Regions from separate parts of the Mus musculus genome. Here region 1 is linked to region 2. A link is a contact called in public HiCAR-type data. All regions are on one chromosome and are shown on one strand. Each heading gives the region's core, a stretch centred on a gene start, on an enhancer-like site or on the middle of the called end of the contact. The rest is flanking DNA. Distances are from core to core; before and after follow the strand shown.

The links. HiCAR-type assays count read pairs that join an accessible place to other places.
Region 1: a HiCAR-type map of astrocytes shows a contact between it and region 2, with 2.8 times the contacts expected there. The contact joins the promoter of Cplane1 here to the promoter of Lifr in region 2. A contact is called at or near these places in 1 of 484 Hi-C or Micro-C datasets (uterus), 1 of 115 datasets of contacts at active chromatin or transcription factors (astrocytes) and 1 of 9 other capture datasets (pancreatic islet).

What each region holds. Positions count from the first base shown.
Region 1 is chr15:8,167,610-8,170,375 of GRCm38.p6, reverse strand. Cplane1 (ciliogenesis and planar polarity effector 1) reads right to left here and starts at 1,270. Exons shown (of 53, transcript NM_001162906.1): 1 at 887-1,270; 2 at 1-70.
Region 2 is chr15:7,128,272-7,131,044 of GRCm38.p6, reverse strand. It overlaps Lifr (LIF receptor alpha), which reads right to left and starts at 1,473. Exons shown (of 20, transcript NM_001358593.1): 1 at 1,219-1,473.

The DNA.
Region 1 (2,766 bases), core at 21-2,520, 1.0 Mb before region 2:
ATCAGAAGCTCAGGTGTTCCAAATGAAGGATGATTTAACCACACAAGGCGGCCAAATGAAGCATTTTATTCTGCATCAAAAAACAAAACAAAAATGCTATATTATTCAATGCCAAGTTTCCTAAATTTGATGACTACTCATGTAAAATAGCATTACCAGAAATATGCATTATTCTGAGTATGACAAGTGAATATAAGACTATTTAATATACGCAATCATCTTCAAATCAAAAGCTATTTCTAGGTAGTTTAATAATTCCTAAATACTATACATATGCACATGTAAAGAGAAAAATAAGGTACAGCAAAACATAAGGAACTGGTTAATCTAAAATACATATTTAATTACATTATGCAACTTTAAATGCAAAATTGATAAAAGGCAACAGGAGAAAACCCAGCACGACTGAGTTAATCATCGTTAGATTCTACTGGTGACAGCAACTTGTTAGTTTTGGTTTTGAGGGATTAATTGTATTATGTTTTTTGTCTAATGAGTCCTTCTAGATGTGAAAGACACTTAAAGATTTATGCAAAGGATTTGTTTGGGAAAAGATAGACATATTTTTTTTTTCAAGTAAAGCATAAAAGATAGAAAGACAGCAAACCCACTTCAAGATTTCAGTACGGTGCGCTACAGAATCACGTACAACCTCCCGTCACTTAGAATTCTAACAATCACCTCTCTCCTGGGATGCAGCAAACACCATTTTCTGACGCATACTGCAAAGCCTCTCAAAACACTGATGCTACTGGATAGACCAAGCACTACACAACAGACACTGCAGATGGAAGAACTGATTTTTAAAAAAAATCCGCTCCATGGCGCAAAAATATATGTATGACAGGAGTAATCTGCCCAGTCTACGGGAACCGGGGAAAGGTACCTTTATTTCAAACAAATCGGAGCATACAATTTCAAGAAAATCGCTGACGTCCCGGGCGGGGTTTGTGCTACGGAGGATGCTAGGAACCCGCGTCCATCCCTCACTGCTCTGCCGTCCGCTGGGGTCTCCTCAGAGGTTTCCTCGTGGCTGTGGCCGCAGAGTCCTGCCCGGAGGTCCCCTGTGGAGGTGTGAGGGGCCACGGCGGGGAGGGGACGCCTGCGACCCAAAGAAGGACCTGGGCGGGACGGCGGGCGGCCGCGAGGAAAACGGAAGTCCCCACAGCTAGCCCGGAGACCCTGGGAGGCGGGGGGCACGGGGACCGAGCCCCTGGGGAAGGTCCCAAGGCCGCCACCTCCCACCGAGGACCGCAGAGGCTGCGAAGCCGCTGAGCCCTGGAGGAGGCCGCGCCCGCCACCCCAGAGCCGTGTCCAGGCGACGCGTGGGCGGGGCCGCCCCACTGCGCATGCTCCATGCCGCTCCGTGGGCGGGCACCTGACGGATCCCCGCCCGCCCCGCCTCCTCGGCGTAGCCAGCTTTGCGCCGGGGTTCTGGGAGAGCGCTGCAAGCCTGCCAGAGTGGGTTACCTCCACCGAGTCTGTCCTGCCCTCCTGCTCTCTCCTCAGCTCGGTAGTCCTTTCTCTCTCCATCCATCCCTGGCTTCCCCTCGTGCAAGACTTTTGAGTTTCCGAGCTCTCCGTGGAGCTTGGCATGAGAATGCCTTAAGAACCAACATTTAGATCTGCGCTGTTAAGAGCAGTTGTTGCCTTTGTGGAGGACCCGATTTCAGAGTCCCAGCACCTACGACATAACCCTGAGTAACTCCAGTTCCAGGGCATCTGACACTCTTTTGTGGCTTCTGTGGGCACCAGCTACAAAGGTGGTGCACATACATACACGTAGGCAAAACACTCATAAAATAACAAGTTAAAAAACAACAACAACGGGCTGGTGAGATGGCTCAGCGGTTAAGAGCACCGACTGCTCTTCCAAAGGTCCTGAGTTCAAATCCCTGCAACCACATGGTAGCTCACAACCATCCATAACAAAAATCTGATGCTCTCTTCTGGAGTGTCTGAAGACAACAGTGCACACACATATAATAGATAAATAAACAAACAAACAAACAAAAACCAACAACAACAACAACAAAAACTTGCCGGGCAGTGGTGGCACGCCTTTAATCCCAGCACTTGGGAGGCAGAGGCAGGCGGATTTCTGAGTTCGAGGCCAGCCTGGTCTACAGAGTGAGTTCCAGGACAGCCAGGGCTACACAGAGAAACCCTGTCTCAAAAAACCAAAAAAAAAAAAAAAAAGTCTCTAGCCAAAACTTCAGCTAAAATTAGACAATAAATCGTGTTGGTCATGGAATTCTTCACATGTCATGAAGGATTTATCACAATTGGTTATCGATCAAATTAACTCATAAAAAGAATACTCGTCTTTTACCTGCTCAAACAAGGAGCAAAAGTTCAACCTTAACTCATCTGTGCACTTTGCACAATCCACACAGGTATCTTACAGTACTAAACTGTTGGTTGTAAGATTCACGTATTGCTGAATGTGCAGCTCTGACAAGGTTCATCCGCATGGACGCTGAAATGAGCTGCTGCTCCAGCCCCCTCCCTTCTGATGCTGTCTCCAGAGACTTGCTTCTAGAGCAGCTTCAGGAATAGCCCCAGGTTCCAGACGGATTAGGTTCATCCAGCCTTTCAGACAGCTCCAGTCAGAACCTGTCAAGCCCTGAGCCTTCTACGTATACAACGACTGGGTAACAGATGCTAGTGCTAGCTTTCTTAAGCCTAACCACTTCTTCCACTTTCCCTCCTCCTCCCACCCCTTAAAAATATTTGTCAACCCAATTCAGCAGGAGGAAGTTGTGG
Region 2 (2,773 bases), core at 224-2,723:
TCTCACCTCTCACAAGGCAAACACACCTCAGCTCAACTCTGGCCTGAGAGCAAACAGCAGCTCCGGCCTCCTTGACAATACGCCTCCTATTGAAACTGAGCTTAAGGTTCCTCATGGATGCCTCCAAATGAACACAGTTTCCACCTGGTTGGAAGAAGGAAAGTCAGGGAGAGAAAGAAAAGAGCACAGTCCAGTGTTTTTTAAAAGCACAGGCTATGCTGAGATTTGCTTCCCTCTGCCAGTCTCACCCGAGGAGCCTCTGCTCCTAGTGGAGTATGACTTCAGATCTGTGTCAAGATAATCCTGCAAGGGGAGGGGACGGCATCAGTTGCAATAAACAAATGCTTTAGTTTTTCACTGGGGGCGGTGCTTTAAATATAACGTGGGCACCGCTTTTGAACTCCTGACTAACGTAAAGTCAGGTCAACTCTAAGCAAATATTATTTGCTGGGTTAAATATGCAAGGGAAGGCATTGGATGGCAAAGTTTAAACTGAAAGTTCTGCTGAAAAACCCACTTTAAAGAAACAAAGTAAACGCAAAGAATGCATGTAACTGTCAGTCAGTAACAGCGCACGTGTCCTTTCAGTATCTGACTGCATTAAACACAGCTACAGAAAGGGACCCAAAGATAACCCTAGTGTAAACGAAAGATTCGTGTGTCTTGGCAGCTGAAGTGGGGGCTAGAATCACATAACTCAAGCTCCTGTGTAAGTTCACAACACTTGCTGTGCAGTTTTCTGTGCGTCTGGGTCCACGATCTCAGCTTTGTGCTTTAGACAACACATCCGGAAAGCCATCCATTAGGAAGCCTAACTTTGCTTGCCTACACTTTAACTTGGGAGTTTAATAAGTTTAGCGCCTTCGGACACAAGCACCTAGAACTACAGACAGGTCAGTCAAATGCACCATCAAAACAGAAAGGACGAGGAACTACTTTTCTGAAGCGCTGAGGTTTAGGGGCAGGAAACCATCTGGCAGGTCGCAGCTCCGAATGGGGAATTAAAGGTCCTGCCCATCCCCCTGGTAACCTCTGGCCTTGGAACTCAGTGCCCTTCGCGCCGCACAAGTTTCCCGCGGTGTAGCCCGCGTGGGCGCGGGCTGCAGGGTTGACCCCTCGGCTGGCACGGACGGCGTGAGCCCGAGTGGCGTTGCCCCAGAGCCGGGGACGCGCCCCCCGCACGCGCTCCGGGCTGCCGCGCCGCGCCCCCGCACTCACCAGCCGCTCCCGCGCCGCTATCTTGCCATCCCAGTCGGCCGCCGCCCCGGGGCAGCCCGGACCCTGCAGCACAGGACTGCAGTCCTGAAGGAGCAGTCCGGTGGTAGCAGCCGCCGTCCTGGCGCCCCTGTCCCCTTGCAGGCCGGCTCTAGCGGCCACCGACGACCGGCCGCCGCTGCCTTCTCCCAACCCCGCGAGCCACCGCAGCGCCAGGCGACGATAACGGCCGCGGCCACTGCCGAGACGCTCCGGCGCAGACTGCGCGCCCGGAGGCGGCGCCTGCGAGGAGCTCGGCGGGGGGCGCAGCACCCAGGCCCCGCCCAGGCCCCGCCCCGCGCGCCCCCGCAGCCTTCTCCGCCGTCCCTGCCGCGCGCACGGGGACGCGGGCCCGCGGGCCCGCGAGGCCGCGCGTGAGTCGGAGCCTCTGGGTCGCGCGCGGGCCCGGCGCCCAGGGAGGTGCCTCTGCCGAGACTCCGGTCGCGCGGCCAGCCTTGCAAGGTCACCGAGCGGCGGGCGAGAGCGCAGCGGCCCTGCGGGTGCAAAGCCTCCGGAAAGGCCAGCGGAGCCCAGGCGGCCCTGCGGGAAGCAGCGCGGCTCCCAAACCGCTGTCATTGCACTTTGCAAGCCGTGCGCGGAGGAGGAAACTCGTGTCGCCCCGAAAAGGCACACGGACGCCAATTACTGCGGGTTTTTTTTTTTTTCCTTTCTTTCTTTCTGATTTTGTGCATTACCTAAACTGCCCCCAAGCCGGGGCGCTGCCACTCAGTTCCCCTACTTTCTTGGTGAGGGGACCTCTCAGCTCCTGAGGGCCTGCGGGGGCAACTGAGAACATCCTGGAGCCATCTAGTCGTGCCTCTGAGGCGTGTTGGGCTTATTTGTGCAGAGAAGAAACGGATCCCTTAATGGGGTGAGATTTTTCCTCCGTGCATTGTTCCCATTTCCGCAGTTTCACTTGGCCTCGGTGTTCCTTCCAGAGTAATGCACCAAATGAAATTGGTAGGAGTGTTTTATGGCGCAGAGTCGTGGTTTGAAGATGTTTACGCTCTGTGCCGGACGCGTTTGATGGTGTTCTCTTTAGCACAATTAATTTTGCAAAGTTCAGAAATGTGCCAGACGGAGCCACTGGCACGCAGTCACATGGCTGTGCAGACACACCTTCCATAGGGAGCCGCTTGTTTGTTTTCAGATGTGATTTATCTGGTGCGCCAGGGCCAAGGAGTTTGTGAGGGACCTTTGACTGAAATTCTAGACTTTAGAATCTACAGCAATTTGCAAATCGGCAGGATGAAGCTTATTTTCTAAAATAAATATCCCCCGTTAATAATGTAACTCCAAAATGGGCAACAAGACACCTGAAAATATACTGCATGAAAAAATAAATTCTTAATAACATCTTTCAAAATAAAGTCACTAAGAGTATCCTAGTGACCAACTCCACTAAAGTGCATATTTTGAACATGAAGTGCCTCCTGCTGTCCATGACTGTTTCTGGACTGTGCTGAACCCGCCCCCATTTAAGTTGGACCATATTGCTTTTCCTTTATCCCCATTCTTT